Regions from separate parts of the Mus musculus genome. Here regions 1 and 3 are each linked to region 2. A link is a contact called in public HiChIP or PLAC-seq and promoter capture Hi-C data. All regions are on one chromosome and are shown on one strand. Each heading gives the region's core, a stretch centred on a gene start, on an enhancer-like site or on the middle of the called end of the contact. The rest is flanking DNA. Distances are from core to core; before and after follow the strand shown.

The links. Promoter capture Hi-C pulls out the DNA fragments that hold promoters and counts their contacts. HiChIP or PLAC-seq counts read pairs in DNA pulled down with a chosen protein or histone mark.
Region 1: a contact with region 2 is called in a FOXA1 HiChIP or PLAC-seq map of pancreatic cancer cells. The contact joins the promoter of Chkb here to the promoter of Ttll8 in region 2. A contact is called at or near these places in 7 of 39 promoter capture datasets (the C10 cell line, cranial neural crest, hematopoietic stem and progenitor cells and 4 more), 3 of 115 datasets of contacts at active chromatin or transcription factors (bone marrow-derived macrophages, large pre-B cells and pancreatic cancer cells) and 3 of 9 other capture datasets (adipose tissue, liver and macrophages).
Region 3: a promoter capture Hi-C map of neural stem cells shows a contact between it and region 2. The contact joins the promoter of Sco2 here to the promoter of Ttll8 in region 2. A contact is called at or near these places in 5 of 39 promoter capture datasets (the C10 cell line, cranial neural crest, hippocampal neurons and 2 more), 2 of 115 datasets of contacts at active chromatin or transcription factors (bone marrow-derived macrophages and pancreatic cancer cells) and 3 of 9 other capture datasets (adipose tissue, liver and macrophages).

What each region holds. Positions count from the first base shown.
Region 1 is chr15:89,428,359-89,431,182 of GRCm38.p6, forward strand. It overlaps Chkb (choline kinase beta), which reads right to left and starts at 1,569. Exons shown (of 11, transcript NM_007692.6): 1 at 1,019-1,569; 2 at 691-799; 3 at 356-469; 4 at 53-186. The coding sequence starts at 1,242. Gm44502 (predicted readthrough transcript (NMD candidate), 44502) reads right to left here and starts at 1,569. Exons shown (of 27, transcript NR_004843.2): 1 at 1,019-1,569; 2 at 691-799; 3 at 53-469. C730034F03Rik (a long non-coding RNA gene) reads left to right here and starts at 1,657. Exons shown (of 4, transcript XR_875570.1): 1 at 1,657-1,741.
Region 2 is chr15:88,953,110-88,955,811 of GRCm38.p6, forward strand. It overlaps Ttll8 (tubulin tyrosine ligase-like family, member 8), which reads right to left and starts at 1,309. Exons shown (of 12, transcript NM_172818.3): 1 at 747-1,309. The coding sequence starts at 966.
Region 3 is chr15:89,372,442-89,375,162 of GRCm38.p6, forward strand. It overlaps Sco2 (SCO2 cytochrome c oxidase assembly protein), which reads right to left and starts at 1,450. Exons shown (of 3, transcript NM_001111288.2): 1 at 1,242-1,450; 2 at 982-1,161; 3 at 1-24. The coding sequence starts at 8. It overlaps Ncaph2 (non-SMC condensin II complex, subunit H2), which reads left to right. Exons shown (of 20, transcript NM_001115132.2): 20 at 1-409. It overlaps Tymp (thymidine phosphorylase), which reads right to left. Exons shown (of 11, transcript NM_138302.2): 5 at 2,555-2,684; 6 at 2,316-2,434; 7 at 1,810-1,972; 8 at 1,491-1,721; 9 at 1,242-1,382; 10 at 982-1,161; 11 at 1-24. The coding sequence ends at 1,004.

The DNA of each region.
Region 1 (2,824 bases), core at 319-2,818, 480 kb after region 2:
CCACTCAACTAGAGGTTCAGTTTTAGATGCACGGATCCCAAACTGGACTCACCGCTCCATGGTCCCAAACAACCATCGGGGCTCCTTAGTGAAGGGCATCTCCATACCATGGAAACGGGCCATCCTCGTTGCAATGGCTCCCGACAACACTGGGTCCCGGAGCTCTTGAGTTTTCAACGGCCGGCTCTGTACCCAGTAACCTATCAGGGTGGTGAGGGGGCTGGGGCGGGAGGGGGAAGGGATACGGGATGGGAGGAGATCAAGGTCTTAGGGAAATTTCCCTACCTGGGATGTGAAGGCAGACTTTGGGAAGGGTAAAGACTTGGGGTAAAAACAACAAAAACTGGGCTCTTACTGGGAGGTACTGTTCCAAGCGGCCCTCTGGAAACACTCCGTAAAGCTGGGGCCCTAGAGACCGCTCTGCGAGAATGGCGAACATCACGCTTTCTAATACCAAGGAGTCTACACCCTGATAAAAGATGTATGGCAAAGGGGCTCATGTCAGAAAAAGCCAGAGGTACGTGGGTACTGGCCCAAATCGGCTTCATCTACAATAGCTTGGACTTCTGCTCTTACTGACTGAGAATTCTTGAGCTTCAGCATATTCAGCTACACAAATAAGACACCACTTTCTGCACCACTTGCTCCAGATGTCCGAACTCCCAAGTTACGATCCTTCTTTTCCCTCACCTGCAGGATGGCCCCGTAGAGTCGTAGCAGCACCTCCCGGGGCTCCCCGCCCACACTGGGTACGTGGTTCGGTAGTGAGCATCGGAAGAGCAGGTTGCTGAGGCCTCCGCTGCAGATCCACACAGGTCAGGCTCAGCAAGGGTCGTCCCCCCGATTGGTGGGACCCACTCTAGACACCCTTCCCGAGAGGACCTCCCAAGTCCCGAAGGGGGACCCCGCCCCCCAGCACAGCAGGCTGCAGACCTGCCCCCACCCCCCACCCCCCCGCGTAGCACTGACGGCGACCGAACTGGGAGTGTCCCCAGGGTCCCCAGGGCTGACCCCTGACCTCACGGGACAAACGCTCAGCTCCTCCGGCCGCGCTCGGCGCCAGGCCCCGCCCAGGTACTCCCGGCACCACTGATAGGCTCGGCGCTGCGCGTCACGGGACAGCGAGGAAGCGCGCCGCCGATTGGGGATTGGCTCTGGGCACTTAGCATCCTGCAAACCGTCCTTGGGCAGGCCGCCGCCGACAGCCCCTCCTCCGACTACCCCTGTCCCGTCTGCCGCCATGACGTGGGCTCCGTTAGGTTTAACGCCTGCCGGTGCTCAGCGAGCCTCAGGTGAGGTTGGCTCCTTCCGGGTAGGCTCGGTTCCGCTTCCCGGAAGCCGCAGAGTCTCTGGGCGTCCTCGGCTCTTCGCGACTGCCTTCGGCTTTCTTGGTGGCTCCAGTCCTGGGACCGTTTCCAAGCCAGATGCGATTCTCAGGGCTGCGGCGCTCAAAGGCAAAGAGGGACGGCAGCTTTCCCTGAGTGGGGCGCGCTCGGGCCACGCCCGATCCGCCTATCAGTCTCTGCAAAAACAAGTTACTGCGTGGACTGTGTCCGGAACCAAGGAAGTGACGTAGGCCAATCCCGAGCGCCGTGGGCGGTTGGACAGTAGCTCCGCAAAGCTTACGAGCCAGGCTCTGGCCAATGAATGGACGATGGTAGTTTGCGGCTCCTTTATAACAGCTGCTGTGTGAGACACTCTACTAGGGAGTAGATTAGCCGAGCCTGTGGTGACAGTTGGGGTAAGTGAATGGAAGAATGAAAACGTAGGTTCTAACGATTCCCCTTTCCACAAGGCAGCAGGTGTATATGTGATGCTGGAAGGCGTAATAAGAATCAGTCCGGCGTGTCCAGCGCTGCATAGACCGCATGAGCGCCATTAATGTGACCCAACACAATAACTTAAAGTATTTTTCTTTCTCGAGAGAGTGTGTCTCTCTCCTGTTAAATATCGGGAAGAGGGAGACGTTAATGGTCAGCTTAGAAAGGAAGCTTACACAATCCATAATTCATCTGAAGGATGAGGTTTATTAGAATGAAAGGGCCTCAAAGCTACGAGTTTCGGTGTAGGGGAGGGAGAATTGAACATGAGACCTTAGAGTTAAGAAAAGACTTTCCTTTAAAGTCTAGGGATGGGGCTGAAGAGGTGGCTAAGCGGTTAAGAGCACTGATCCCTCTTCCAGAGGTCCTGAGTTCAATTCCCGCCAACCATGTGGTGGCTCACAACAGTCTGTATGTAATGGGATCCGATGCCCTCTTCTGGTGTGTCTGAAAATAGCCACAGTGTACTCATACACATAAAAAATAAATAATTCTTTTTTAGAAAGCCTAGGGAGTGGGGGCTGGCGAGATGGCTCAGTGGTTAAGAGCACTGACTGTTCTTCCGAAGGTCCTGAGTTCAAATCCCAGCAACCACATGATGGCTCACAACCACCCGTAATGAGATCTGACGCCCTCTTCTGGTGCGTCTGAAGACAGCTACAGTGTACTTACATATAATAAATAAATCTTAAAAAAAAAAAAAGGGAAGAGAGTTCATTGTGCGGGTGCGGGGTGTGTGTGTGTGTGTGTGTGTGTGTGTGTGTGTATAAGAACGCGGGGGAAGCATTCAGGAAACTGAAATCGGTGGTTAATTACCTGTGAATCTGAGGACAGTCTAGTCTATATACTGGGTTCCAGGCCAGCCAGGCTACATAGTGAGAGAAGAAAGGTGGTAAGAGAATTAATGGGGTGGCAGCAGAGGAGCCAATCAGAGAGCAGCCTTAAGAGCAATCTGTGAAGCAGACAGCTGAGGTGTTTCCAGACCGATCTCCTAAAAAAAAAAG
Region 2 (2,702 bases), core at 59-2,558:
ATCAACCAACCAACCCCCAGCCACAGATCCTCGTGAGTAAGTCTGACGCAACGATCTGACACAGAGCTGGTATCCAGAATGAACAAGAAACACCTGAAACCAGTAAGACTCATTATTAATAATGGTCAAGATGTGGAATAATATTTCCCCATCGTGAATGTAAGAGAACGGCCAATAAAAGCCCTAGAGAGTCTGGTAGCACCCACCAAACTGATCTTAAAGGCCAAGGCAATGCCAGTTGTGTGGCCAGTGGGGAGTGCCCCGGCTGGTAAGCCTGGATTATATCTTCTCTCTCTTTTTTTTTTCCAGACAGGGTTTCTCTGTGTAACAACAGAGCCCTGGCTGCCCGGACTGGCTTTGTAGACCAGGCTTGCCTCGTATTCACAGAGGATCATCTTGCCTCTCCCTCCCGAGTGCTGGGATTAAAGGTGTGTTCCACCATCCCAGGCCCTGAACTATATCTTCTAAAACTAAATGTGTACCCATCCATGACCATGATTTTACTTATAGATATTTAGGTATTTGTCAGTGGATATGACCCATGTCTGAAGGGCAAGTTCAGTACCCGGCTAGGATAAAAAGCTTTACCTTGTACTACCAGAACAGTCTCACAGAACCAACACGGGAGTCCAGAGGGCAACTGAACTGGGCCTCCTCCGCTATTCCCAACCCCCGCCCCCGCCCCCCCCCCACGCCTGCTCCTTTGAGTAAGGCTGCCGAAAATGCGGAACAAGAAAGGTACAGACTATTTTCTTCTTTGTGATCTCCATCTGACAAAGTGGAAGACAGCTTCTTCCTCTCGCCGTTCTCCATGCTCGCCTCTCGTAGCTGGTTCTTTTGGCCCCCAACCCCTGTTGACAAAGATTTAGAGTTCAGACATACCCAGGGAGGCAAGGGTGGGGTTCGGAGGACCCGGGTGTGGGAGGGAGGCCTGAAAGGAGGGTTTGGGGTCGGGGGACACGACATGACTGGGAAACTTGAGGTGTGAGAAGTCAGATGAGAAGAAAGGTCAGTGGGAGACAGATGAGATGAAGAAGTTAGGGTAGAGGGACAACTCGGGGGTAAGGAAGTAAGTATGGGGTTGAAGAGATAGACTTGGGCCAGAGTTAGGGAAGTCCAAGAGGGACATCCAGTCTGGAGAGAAATACAGGTCTGGAGCTAAGAAGGAGAGGTCGAGGTAGGGAGACAGGACACAAATTGGGGCGCAGGCTTAGGGTCAGAAAGGGGAGGCCGTTACGAAGTTTGGAGGAAAGTGGGGAGGTGAGGGAAAGAAGGTTGAACAGGCGTGGTGGGGTGAAAGTGGAGGGATAAGGTGGGAAAGTTCTGTGATTCTAAGGATCGACGTCTGGGATTCCAATCGGAGGGGGCGGGGCGGGGTTCCGAGTACTGCGTAGGAGGGGGACCTGGGCACTAGCGAGGGCAGGCGTGGCGCGTCTGAGGGCAGGCAGTGCTCACCTGGGACCCGCCCTAAAGCGCGTGCTGCTGTGGCCGAGCGGCGGGCAGAGCGGCCAGGCGTCTTGCGGTTGCTCAGGGCAACCGCCCTCGCCTGCACCATGCATTGTGCAGACTCCTGGCGCTGGTAGCGGGGCTTTCGGCGTGCTAAGCGGCGCCCCACTCGGGGTGTGGGGCTTCGTGGACGCACAGGCGGCAGAGGCTGCGGAGGGCTGCGTGAAAGAGGAATCCGCTGGCAGCAGCGGAGCACAGGGGACACCCGAGACGCAGTCCGAACGCAGTTGCTGGCACTCACACTGAGCTTTGGTTCTAGATCCAGTCCCATGTTACGGTCCAAGGAGCGGCTTGGACGGGGGTGGAGTCGGGGGCGAGAGCGGGGACTAGGTCCCCCGACGGAGCAGGCCATGCGTCAGGATTAGTCCTTAAGTGCCTGCGACCCTCGCCTGGGTCATGTGCTCCTGCTCCACATCTCCCACGCACCTGTCAGGGTCACACAGACAACCCAAGCCCTCAGACTACACCAAGTCACAAAGACTATGGGTCACACCCTGCCCCACCCTCCGCTTCCTCCCTCCTGGCTCCCTTGTTGACCACGAGAAGCCTCCACTTAGGCCTGAGGTGGGGATGGATGGAGTCCGAGGGTCCTTCGGGGCAGGTGTTCTCCCCTTGCCAGCCGAGCGTCTACTGAGATCAGGGTAGGCAGAGTAAGCCTTCTGTGCGCAGAGGAACATAGAGTGGCCCTGGTACCTAGACTTATTAGTGGGATACTTGTGCTGTGCCCTTCCAGGCTGTCCCTTCCCGACAGTCAGCACTACTTGCCATCTAGGCCTTTCCAGGTTAGTTCCTGTGATCGTCCTGTGTTTGTGCCTATGTGGGTGGTGCCTTGGGTTGTCTTGAGGAAGGCCCCTCACCCTGTCAGAGTTGTCCGCTGTTTTAAAGCGCAAACTTCAGCATATTTTCAATGGGTTTAAAGCAGTTCTCAACCTATGGGTCGCGACCCCACACACAGTGGGTCACATATCTAACTAGCAAAATTAGTAATGAAATAGCACTGGAATAATTTTATGGTTGGTGTCACCACAACATGTGGTGTTGTATTAAAGGGTCACAGCTTTAGGAAGGTTTAAAGGCATTTTTTTTTTAAAAAAACAGGTTTTGCTCTTCAGGTGTTGTAGGAGTCTTCTCCCTGACTGGTGATCTAGTCTTTACTCACAGGGGTTATACAAATCAAGGAATAAATAAAAAATGGC
Region 3 (2,721 bases), core at 200-2,699, 420 kb after region 2:
AGTAGCATCGTGGACCTGAAGCTCCTGGAAAAGAACAAAGGTGGCAAAAGTCAGAAAAGAATGGACAAGATGTCTAGGCCTCCGCTGCTGGACAAGCATCTGCCCCACATTCAAGCAGGTTATCTAGCTGCCTGCACCGGCTCGTCTCAACTCAGAACTGCTCTGCCGTAAGCTGCATGCAGTCCAGGCAACACCAAAAGTCCATAGCTGGTTTGCTCTAACCTACGTCTTTAACCAGGGAGTCTCAGCCTCATGACCCCAACCTCTGGAGAACCCACGCCACAACTGCCAAGCCTCCCTGTGGATTCTTGGAAGCACCGCGAATATGCTTTGCCTGGGCACTGGGATGCATGTGTCTATTTACAATAAATTGTTCTTTATAGGGAGGCTGTTGATCCTCTGGCTGACCACCTTTAAGAGGTGATCCTTTCTAGCTTTAGGGTCACTTCAGGGTAATCTGGGGCTCAGCAGAAAACAAGTGCCTCCAGCTTGTTTTCTGTAATGTAACACAGCTCAGCCCACTGTGCCTTGAACTGTCTGACCTTCACCTTCCTGGGCAGGCAGACTCCTCTGCACTTAACTGGATGCCGTACCCTGCCCCTCTGCAGTCCCTCAGCCCTGCCATCTCCCTTCATCCTCCCCCCCCCCCCTCTCCCCAGGGAAGGTTGTTACAACTAGCATTTAGAGCCACTGGCATCCAGCCTACTGGGCTCCCCCAGTATGTTGCCCCCGTGTGGCTACAACCTGGATCTCTTATGAGATGGAGGATACGTCCAGGGCACCATCAGCCCTGAGCTAGGACCAGTCCGAGAAGATGGGACTGGCAAATATTCCCAATATGTCCATTTTCTGGGCCTCAGAAGGTCTCTAGCTCATGTGATAAGCTAGATGAAGCAGTAGCAGCAGAGTATGAGGCCACATGTTAACAGCGTCCTCACCCAGTCCCACCCCTTGGGGGAGGACTTGCCCAACTGAACTCACCTGGCTGAGCTGGGTTCGAGACTTAGGGCTGTGCGATGGTCGGTGGGAGGACAAGTTCAGCGAAGGGTGAAGGGACCTTGAAGGGTGCTCGATCTGATAGCACGAGCGCCCCCTGGAGAGTGCGTCGCTGCTGACTGCTGAGCGCAGGGCCGTCTAGGTGCACGCGGAGCCAGGGTGTCCCTGCGCGAGCGACAGAGGCGGTTACCTAGGTCACAGCGGGCGACCGGAAGGGTTGTTTATGGATTCCAGACAGCGCTTACCTCGGGACAAACACTGGCCCACGTCGACCAGTACCTCGGCACCCACTCCCGGTCTGATCGGCTGCCCCGCTCGGCTGCGTCCGGCTCCGAGGTCGTGCAGCACACGGGCCAGCGGCAGCGCTCGGACGCACTCAACAATGCCTAAGGGAGAGGGTGGACACTGAGAACCTACTGGAGGCACGTGCCAGGACCAGGAAAGATCGGGAGAGGAAGTGGGTGGGATCTGGTGCCGTTGATATCCGGTCTCACCGTCTGCCGGTGCGAGCAGCTCCTCTTGCTCTCGGGCGTGAGGCAGCAGCTGCCGGCGTTGCGTGGGGCTCCCGGAGCACAATGCTTTAGCTAGGCCGGGGTCCACGCCCTGCGCCGAAAGCATCAGCTGGAAGCGGCGCCGCGCGGAGCCGTCATCCAACGCCGCGGCCACTCGGGCGGCGCCTTGGTCTTGTGTTTCCGCCTGTCCGCTAATCCAAAGAATGGCGCCTCCTGCTGGCGGGCGGGGTGGAGCTCAGAAGCTGCAGGGATTGAGAGCTCCTGGCATACAAACTGGTGGTCTTAACTCCAGCCCTCTCACCTAGCCTAATGACCAGGTCCCGCAGATCCGGCGGCCCCGCACCATCCAGGCAAAGCAACGCTTCTTCCACCTCCAGGGTATGGCCCACGCTGCGGCCCAGAGGGTTATCCATGGCGGTCAGGGCTGCGGCGACCTTCAGCCCCAGGCTCACTCCCACTCTAACCTGGGGAGGCATTATTCAGTATCCGGCATTATCAAATCCCATACCTGCTGTCCCTGGGTTAAGGTGTCAGTAAAGGCTTAGGTTAGAGATCAGAAACCAACACTGCCAGGCCTCAGAGGGGATGGGGGTGTTCTGGTTGGTTGCCCTAAGTGGCGGGGGTTCTGTGGAGGATTTCCCCAGGTCCGCAGTCAGGACAGCTTTGATTGGATAGGGTAGGAGGGCTGGAAAGAGGAATTGCCGTTTTATTCTTCCAGGACTGTTGAGTGGGCAGAGGCAGGGATAGGACGGAATGTGAGGCTCATGTCCCTTCATAGAAAGGGCACTGTGGCCTAGCACGGCTCACCAACATCTTTGCCAGTTCTCGGGCCTTCTCCTGGTCTGGGAAGACTGCAGCTCCCCCAAACTTAACATCTACCACCAGAGTGGACAGTCCCTCCACGGCCTTCTTACTGAGGATTGAAGCTGCGAAGACCAGAAACATCATCCCAGGGTATACTTGGGCACAGGAAGAGTTGCCTCTCTGAGAAAAGCGGCAGTGCCTAGCGGACTGTCTGTCAGTCAGGGTACCCCGTTTCAGGTCACCTGTAATGAGTGGGACACTGTCCACAGTGGCTGTCACATCTCGTGCAGCATACAGGATCCCATCAGCAGGAACCAGCTTTGCACTCTGGCCGACAATGCAGCAGCCGACTTCCTCAAGGATGTGCAGCATCTGCTCAGACACCTTCATTAACTTCTAGGGACGGACC